Linked DNA regions of Mus musculus: all the other regions are linked to region 1. A link is a contact called in public promoter capture Hi-C data. All regions are on one chromosome and are shown on one strand. Each heading gives the region's core, a stretch centred on a gene start, on an enhancer-like site or on the middle of the called end of the contact. The rest is flanking DNA. Distances are from core to core; before and after follow the strand shown. Region 1 holds the start of Rab3a (RAB3A, member RAS oncogene family). Region 2 holds the start of Borcs8 (BLOC-1 related complex subunit 8). Region 3 overlaps Myo9b (myosin IXb).

What was found. Promoter capture Hi-C pulls out the DNA fragments that hold promoters and counts their contacts.
Region 2: a promoter capture Hi-C map of erythroid cells shows a contact between it and region 1, with 3 times the contacts expected there. The contact joins the promoter of Borcs8 here to the promoter of Rab3a in region 1. A contact is called at or near these places in 2 of 39 promoter capture datasets (erythroid cells and neural stem cells).
Region 3: a contact with region 1 is called in a promoter capture Hi-C map of embryonic stem cells. The contact joins the enhancer-like site here to the promoter of Rab3a in region 1. A contact is called at or near these places in 6 of 39 promoter capture datasets (the 3T3-L1 cell line, 3T3-L1-derived adipocytes, cranial neural crest and 3 more), 3 of 484 Hi-C or Micro-C datasets (cerebellum, cortical neurons and embryonic stem cells), 3 of 115 datasets of contacts at active chromatin or transcription factors (embryonic forebrain, embryonic stem cells and large pre-B cells) and 3 of 9 other capture datasets (embryonic stem cells, liver and pancreatic islet).

Annotation. Positions count from the first base shown.
Region 1 is chr8:70,753,277-70,756,075 of GRCm38.p6, reverse strand. It overlaps Rab3a (RAB3A, member RAS oncogene family), which reads right to left and starts at 1,373. Exons shown (of 5, transcript NM_009001.7): 1 at 1,213-1,373; 2 at 1-220. The coding sequence starts at 220.
Region 2 is chr8:70,138,042-70,140,840 of GRCm38.p6, reverse strand. Borcs8 (BLOC-1 related complex subunit 8) reads right to left here and starts at 1,342. Exons shown (of 6, transcript NM_001145552.2): 1 at 1,069-1,342. The coding sequence starts at 1,105. Rfxank (regulatory factor X-associated ankyrin-containing protein) reads left to right here and starts at 1,644. Exons shown (of 9, transcript NM_011266.2): 1 at 1,644-1,920; 2 at 2,618-2,799. The coding sequence starts at 2,626. Gm45929 (predicted gene, 45929) reads right to left here and starts at 1,342. Exons shown (of 9, transcript NM_001310055.1): 1 at 1,069-1,342.
Region 3 is chr8:71,356,894-71,359,692 of GRCm38.p6, reverse strand. Myo9b (myosin IXb) reads right to left here. Exons shown (of 40, transcript NM_001142322.1): 36 at 1,457-1,580; 37 at 1,030-1,077; 38 at 600-730; 39 at 241-368; 40 at 1-135. Among named protein-coding and RNA genes, the nearest start is that of Use1, 8.9 kb to the left of the region's middle. Within about 2 kb of position 1,447, at least 8 of the 459 cell types and tissues checked have an H3K27ac peak or open chromatin away from gene starts, as enhancers often do. A contact at or near this core is called in embryonic stem cells, where this site is marked.

The DNA of each region.
Region 1 (2,799 bases), core at 124-2,623:
GCAGCTTGATCCTCTTGTCGTTGCGGTAGATGGTTTTGACCTTGAAGTCTATGCCAACGGTGCTGACAAAGGCTGGAGTGAAGGAGTCATCTGCGTAGCGGAAGAGGAACGAGGTTTTGCCCACGCTGCTGTTCCCAATGATCAGGATCTTGAACATATAGTCGAAGTTCTGGTCTGAGGACTCCTTCTGCCCATAGCGAGAGTCTGTGGCGGAAGCCATCTGCGGGAGGCGTGGCACAGAGGGCCTGAGGGGAGCATCAGGACCACGCACAGGGTGGGCACGGCACAGGGGTAGGTGAGGATACCCCCCAATGTCACATGCTCAACCCCCCCAACCAACATAAGGCAGAGCTGTGACCTTGACAGCACCAAGGTTTTAAGCAGGCTGTGAACCTCAGATTCCCCTGTACCCTGAGGGAAGACTGAGCCTCCTCTGCCTTCCCATCAGTCTCTCACAGAGACCCACACCGGAACATGAATACAGGAGGATCCCCAGTTCTCGCTCATCCTTATTTTTCTCCTGCAAGAACTGGGGCCCTGAGATAGCCACATCACGTGACGAAGACAGGATGAACGTAGGCTCACACACACAAAATCGCGAGCACAAGAGCGCGCACGCATACACACACACACACACACACAAGCACAATGAAGCATCTAGGGCAGGCAGACCCAAACACCTGCCCTGCATGCAAGAGTGGTGCTAACAGGCGAAACAAGCAGACATGTATGGTGTGTGCAAGCCCATGTGTGAGCACAGCTCCCTGCACCAATGCACGACTGTACCTGGCCATCCGGGAGGACACACCACACACGCGCATGGCTCCACACGCGTGTGAGCACATACTTGAACTAAGATCCACGCGCACCGCGCACGCGGACCATGCACGCACAACGTATCACAAGTGTGCACGCTGCGCGTCCTGCGGTCACTCGAGCCTCTCCATGCCCAGCGGGCGCGCACACGCGTGTTCACCCCACGAGCACGAGCACGCACAAGCCTCCCGCAAGGCCTGGCTTTCCCCTCCCCCTCTGTCGCAGAGCCCGGGCCCCAGGTGCCAGGTTAAGGGCGAGGGGTGCGGGATGCGGGACCAAGAATGCCAAATGCGAGACCCATAGCCACTACACCCGAGTTGCGCTCCCCTTGATCCCCCAGCTGTCAGTGAAACGCGGGCTCCTCAGTGTGTGGACCTGGGTTGCGCTCACCCTTACCCTCTCTAAGCTGAGACAACGCTGGCGACGGCGACCGTGGCGACTGCGCTGGCGACCGGGCCCCAGAAGAGGATGCGGGGGATGCAGGCGGCGGCGGGGGCTGCAGGCGGCAGCGGAGGAGGCTCAGGCCCCTGCAGTCCTAGCTGACGTCCTGCAAAGCCAGGGGCGGGGCTTTCTATGCAAACGAAGCTGTGACGTTAGGGGAGGGACTGCATCGACAGCCGCGGGACCACACTGGCCTGCGCCGGCAGAAGAGGGGCAGGGCCTGGTAAGCCACTGGAAGACGGGGCTCTAGGGAGGCATGAAGTTTCCATTGGCTGATGCTCTCGAGCGACGGACCGAATATCAAATCAGCGATTCCTACGTCTTTAGAGGCCCAATGGTGACTGCTAGGTGTTTGAAGGGCGGAGAGGCTGAGGCCAGGACCTAGCTCTGGTTGGAAACTTGTGGTTAGAAGTCCTTGCTTTTGAGACGTGAAGCACTCAGGAGTTTAGGTTTTGTTTTGAGAAATGGTCTCAAGTAACAAGCTGGTCTCGAACTTGCCAAGTAGCAGAGGCTGATCTTGAACTCTTGATCCTCCCGCCTGCACCTCACAAGTGTTGGATTGGCAGGCATACATCTTGATTACATTTTAGGGCTCAAAAAACTCATTAAAGACCACACAGAATTTTTAGTCCCAGCACTCAGAAGGGAGATGGAGGCAGATCTCTGTGAGTTCGAGGCCAGCCTGGTCTACAACGTGAGTTCCAGGACAGCAGGACTATGAAGAGAAACTTTGTCTCAAAAAACAAAATAAACAAGCAAATAAATAAATAATTTTTAAAAAAAGAAAGAAAGAAAGAACTGTTTTTTGATGGGCTGAGGATAATTCTCAGTTTGGTGGGGAACCTGCATCACAAAGACCTGGGTTGATCCAGGCTCCTGTTCTCTGCACTGGGAGGAGAAGGGAAGGAGGGGAGAAGCAGAAGTCCAAGGTGATCCTCAGTTACATAGTGTCTTAAAGTCAGCTTGATCCACATAAAACCCTGCCTCAAAGAAATAAAGGAGAAAATCCGGTCTGTGCAAAGAGAAAAGGGTCTGATGAGTCCCCAGAGAACCCCTTGCTTCCTTGCGCACTTAGGGCTCAGAAGTATCCTGACCCATAAGTCTTCCAAAATTGTAATGAAAGACCAAGGAAGCAGAGAAGATTCAAGAGTAGCTGCCCAACGCCCTTTACGATATGGACACTGGGACCCGGGTAACCCTGTGTCTCAGGAAGGTGGGCGCAGAAATGCAGACTTCCAAGCCGCTATGATACACACGACTCATTCCTGCAAATCTGCCTGTCAAGGTGGGAATCTGGGGTCTATCCTATTCTTCCTCTCCGTGCGGCCGGGCAGGGTCCCCATCGCTTCCATTCCCACAGGAAGCAGAACTGGGAACGTGTCCTGGCCCTGTTTATAGACCTCCCCGCCAGCTGCGGAGGCGCCAATGGACCAGAATAACTTGTCGCCTGGATGCTCGTCCACCCCCGCGAGGAGCCTGGAGCCCCGCCCAATCCGGGGCCGCTGGAGGAAGCTTATTTCCTGCTTCCCCTGCACTTCATGC
Region 2 (2,799 bases), core at 93-2,592, 620 kb after region 1:
TGCCTCCCAAGTGCTCCCAAGGGAAGAGAAGCATGTACCACCATATCCAGCTGCCCAGAGGATGAACACAGAACTCAAAGGTGCCTAAAGTCCACAATCTCGTGAGGCCTCTACTCTGTGGCAGGAATGATGTGGAAGGCCACGTCCCTTGCTGTGTGGGAACAGCTCTGAGGTATATCACAGGCCCTGTTCCAGAAACATGCCTGCTAAGGCTGCCCTCTGCAGAATCCATTCAAGTTCCTGTTAAGCCTGTTTCCTTTACTCCAGAACTCATGTTCCTACCACAAGTCAACTGCACCAAAACCATCATCCCAGGGTAGACTTTGACCAACAGCTTTCCCAGTCAGGAAATCTCTATTCTTCCTGCTCCATCCATCAAGGATCCTGTTGCTTCCAACTTCAGTCCCCTTCATCCCCCACTCCTTCCTGTATCAGACAAGCTCTGACCAGGCTAATGGTGGCAGATGACACCAACTCCTCTTACCACGCAGGGCTCCCATCAGCTAAAGAAAATAATCTACTTATCTGGTCCTTAATATATTTTGCAGTGTCGGGGATCAAACCCAGAGCTTTGAATGCGCTGGTCAAAGTGTTTACGACTGAGCTAAAGCCCCAGCTCTTCTCTCGAGATTTGAGTTTCAATGTGCAGACCAAACTGGCCTTCAATTTCTTGTCTCTTGAGAAGAGAGGATTAGAGTATTGCGCCACCAAGCCCACATACTCCTTTACGTATTCACAGGCTAAAAACCACATTACACTGAGCAGGGACCTGGATGGATTCTGCTTTTAATTCCAACTCTCAGAAGGCAGAGAGGTTTGAGACCATCCCGGTCTACACAGCGAGTTCCAATATAGCCAGGGTTACATCCCGGGACCTTATCTCAGAAGTAGAAAAGAGCCTTTTCCTGCCCGGGATCATTATACATCACAACACCTCCCGGCGGGAGACACCGGCCTCCCTTTTCCATCGAACCCCGCAGGCCGGGAGGTCTACGGCGGCTCTTTGTCATGTACCTTCCCGCGTTGCCCTCTCTAGGCCCCTCCAACCCCTCTAGGGTCCCGCAACACCTTTCTTTCCCTTCAGCTGCATCTCAGGTTCTTCCATAGTGAAGGCAGCCAGCAGAGCCCAGAAACCGGAAGCGGAAGTCGGGAGGTTGAGACGTTTAAACGTTCAGGTATGGGTTCTGGCGTCCTGTGCGCTGGCTCCTCTTACGAGGTAACTTCTATTCAGACACGAGATAGACGGAAGGAGGCAGTCCTATGCGAGCGTGTCGGGAGGATAGAGATTTCTTGATGTTATAGTATGCCTCGTCAAGGACTCCCTGCTACACGTACAGATAATTCTCAGGGACCAGGGCAGGGAAATTGTTATGGACAAAGTAACAATAATATTCGGTCTCTTTAAATTTGACAAGTCCCGCCCATGTGTCTCCGCCCCGTGGGGCAAATGCTCCGCCCTCCCACCGTCTGTGGATCCGATTGGGGCAGACAGGAGGGGGCGGTGCATGGGGCGGGGAAGCGCACGCGCAATAAAATCTTCAGCGAGTCTAAGGCTCCTTCAGCCCTTTAGGAAGGATAGCGTGCGCATGCGCCACTGTACCCATTGGCCTCAGCGGAAGCCACGCTCCTCCCTCCAGTCTTAAAGCGCTAGAAGCAGCTTCGGGTTTTTATTTTTTATTTTTTGGTACTTTTGCAGGGCAAGGGTGCGCAGGCGCAGTGGAGGAGTTTTCCAGTAGGAGTAGTCGTCGCGTATTAAGTTGCTGCTCTATGTCCCAGGAGAGGAAGCTAGAGAACTGAGCGTCTGGTCACCAACTTGCTCTTTACGAGATCTACTGAACCAGAAAAGTTTGTGAACAGAGCTTCCTGAGTTTTGGAAGACCAAGGCTGGCAGCGTAGGGACACAGAGGAGGCTGGAGGGAGGTGAGTGGATCTTACACGTCGCATCTTTTGTTGAGTCCTAAGTCATTTTGGGGGATTCCGGCCCAAATAACCACAGTGGGACATTGATAAGTTTGACATTAGTATCTCTCTATGATGTTTTCTGATATGACCTCTCTGAGGCCTTACATCTTCACCTTATTAACGAGGGAATGAGGCTCAGCTTAGTCATAGACTAGGTTTTTATAGCTTGTAAGTGATTGGAACCCAGACTGCTGCCAGAACCCTCATTTTATTGCCTTGGCTTCTGGTGTTAATTTATTAACAATGATATTTATCTAAAGCCACAGTTTTCCCGGCGTCATAAAGCAAGGCTCAATATGCAGACCATGGCTGTCCTGGAATTCACTATTTAGACTAGGCTAGTCTTGAACTCAAAGGGATCTACCTGCCTCTGCCTCCCAAGTACTAGGACTAAAGGTGTGCACTATCATGCCCCACCTAACCAAGCTCCAGCCCCAGATAAGAACTCATTTATTCATTTATTTTGTGGGCAGGCTGTGCTGTGGGTTTGGTGTGGAGGTCAGAGGACAATTTACCAGGGTCAGTTTTTTCCCTCCACCCTGTGGGTTCCTGGAATCAAAATTGGGTCATCTGACTTGGTGACAAGCGCCTTTACCAACTGAGCCATCTTGGGGACCACGAGATTTGGCTAATTACTGTCATCTCTTCACTCCAGCTTCCTCCATGGAGCCCACTCAGGTTGCAGAGAACCTTGTCCCAAACCAGCAACCTCCTGTTCCTGACCTAGAGGATCCTGAGGACACCAGAGATGAGTCCCCAGAGAACTCAGACACTGTCGTCCTCAGCCTGTTCCCCTGCACCCCAGACGCTGTGAATCCTGAAGCAGATGCCAGTGCA
Region 3 (2,799 bases), core at 198-2,697, 600 kb before region 1:
TGATGGGGGTCCTCCGAGGTGTCTTCACTCTGACCGTGACGAAGGATGTCGGCCTTCCTCGTGGAGGGGCGGCGGCCTCGGGGAGGGGACTCAGGGTGGGCGAAATGGGGCAGGGGAGAGCAGGTGCGGGGGGCCCTTGGAGAGACAGACTCGGGGTTACTGCAGCGGGGGTACTAGGTGGACTCCTGCCCTGGGCCTGCCACAGTGGGGAGGGCCGTTGGACGCCACCTTCACACTAACCTTCCACGGCCCCCCGCACGCCCCTCTCCTCCAGCAGGCTCTCAGTGCTGGCCGATGTCTCTGAGTCAAGGTTCTCCTCATCAGAACCCCGTGGGTCCAGCTCCGGCAGTCGATATGTGATGTCCTCCCTGAGGGTGGGGGCACCATATTTGAGGCTATTCCTCAGGAGCTGACCCCCAAAGGAAGTAGCCCTGCTCCTCTAGGCCCCTCCCTCACACCAAGCACAAGCATCTGGACCCCCCAACCCTGCAAGCAGCTTGGCTGCAGTGCTGTTCCAGGGCTGTTCCTGCCTAGAACACCCGCCTGGACGCCTGGATGGGGGTGGGAGGTGGGGGTGGGGTGGGGCGCATGACACTTGCTTCTCTTCCTTGATGGACTGGATCCTCTCCATGAGAATCTCCTTTTCTCGGTCCTCGTCGCCACCTGCAGCCTCCTCGGGGAGAGCCCCCAGCTCCAGGTCTTGGACCACTGGGGTCCTGGGGCTTTTGATCTGAAACACGAAAAAGGTAGGTCTGGTCCAGCACCGGAGGGGGGGAGCTCAGGATGTGGGCGGAGTCTAGCGCTTGGGTGAAGGGCGGAACCAGCAGCTCTAGGTTAGTTATGAAGTAGATCCCCCCTCCTCCAATACACACACATACAGTGCTCTTTGTCCAGAGGACCACAGGAATCTAGTGGGGACCAAGAACCAGCATGCACTTCCACATGTTAGGGCATGTTCTATGGTACGGCCAAATCTACCCAGTGTACAACCTGGGAACATGCAGCTCGGCCCATGCAATGTGTACGTACCCGGACCCCCTCATAGGGTGATGAAAACCCCAGTTTGAGAGGCCACGGCTGGGGAAGAGATAACAAGGGTGACCAGGTGTGCTAAGCCTGCCAAATAGGCACGAGCAGGACCAGACCAGGAGGCTGAAGACCCACTGGCTCCAATGGGAGCCCAGGACCTGCCCCTTCTGCAGCACCAGCATGGGCCCTTCTGTAATGGGAACTCCCTGTGCACTATGAAGGAAACCAGGCCAGGCTCATGTGCTGAACTGATTCACCTGGCCCTCAGAGGAGCAACCTGTGTCTGACTGGAAATAGCCCTTTGGTGATGGTAGGGCTCTGTCCTGCCTGTGCCACAAGGCCCCTGACCACACTGCACACTTCCTAGTTTCTGGTGGGAGTACCATAACCCAGCCGCAGGAGGCCCAGCCCCAAGGCCAGCACTCACAGCATTCTGCCTCAACAGGGAGAGCCTGCGGAATGCAATGCTCTCAGCAGCCTCCAGGTGGTTGATTTCCTCCATCTTCATCTTGTACTTCCTCATCTGTTCTTTGATGAGCATCTCCACACACCTGTGCACAGATGTGGCCAGTTTACGTCCAGTGGCTAGGAAGGCAGTCCCAGAGAGCCAGTAGGACCTGGGCCAGCACTGCTACCCTGGGACGGGACACCATGTGACCCCAGGAGGCTCACTTTGCTTTCTGAACCCAAGAATCCTGTCGCTTGTCTTTGACAGCACTGAGATAGGAGGTAAAAGGATGGTGCAGGTTGGAGAACAGAACCCTAGTCACCAGCCGAGTGGGACTACTTTAACTCCTAGAAAGGACAAGGTATGGAAAGGCTGGGCGGCCTGTCCTAGTCAGTGCCCTACCTAACAGCTCTACAATACAAGCTTTGACTCCCACAGAGCCTACTCAACAGTCAGGACCAGAGGGACTTAGCTCAAATTCAGTCCCAGTGAGGCGAAAGGCTGTGAGATCACAAGTTGATCAGAGTGCTGAGGACAGCGGAAGTAAGTGTGTCCTGCCCCACCTCCCGGGGTTTTGGGCTCCTTCCTCACCCTCCTTTAGGGACCACAGCAAGCTTCCCAGCCTTAAGCTAGGAAAGCTGCCGAGGGTCTTCTCCTTGCAATCTTATTTTTCCATGGGTGCAGGGGTGGTGTGGGACCTGAGTTCTCATACATGCCAAGCTAAAGTTCAACCAGAGAGCTACACCCCAGCCCTTCAGCATTCTGAGGAGCACTCATGCAGAGTTGGAAAGACAATGATGGAAAACTGGCAGAAACACTTGGCTTCATGGCTACCTCCCTCCATCTTGGCCTTAGAAGGTCTCTCTTCAATGCTTCTTCTCAGGTGACTCAGAATAAGGTCTTCCCTGAACAGGGGACATGAGGCTGTGCTTCCTCCATGCGGAACACTGCCTGCATTGTGGTGACTTCTGGAACCACAATTCCACTCACCTCAGATCCACCTTTTGTTAAGTACTAGGCTTTACTTAAAATGGTGTTTATTATAGCACCTGCTGAGTAGGCCCTGGTAGCCATAAGCATGCCTGCTGGGGAACCCTGCTTCCAGGCCTAGAAAAGGTGTGTGTGTTGGGGAGGTGAGGGAAGGCTGCTGAAGAAACCTAAGAAGGGTCCACCAAAAAGATGGCTCAGAGGATAAGGGTGCCAAGCCCGATGACCTGATTTAATCCCTCATACCTACATGGAAGAAAAGTTGTCCTATGACCCCCACAGATGGCATATGTGCCTTCGCCCATAAAATAATCAAAAAAGAAACTTAGTAATGC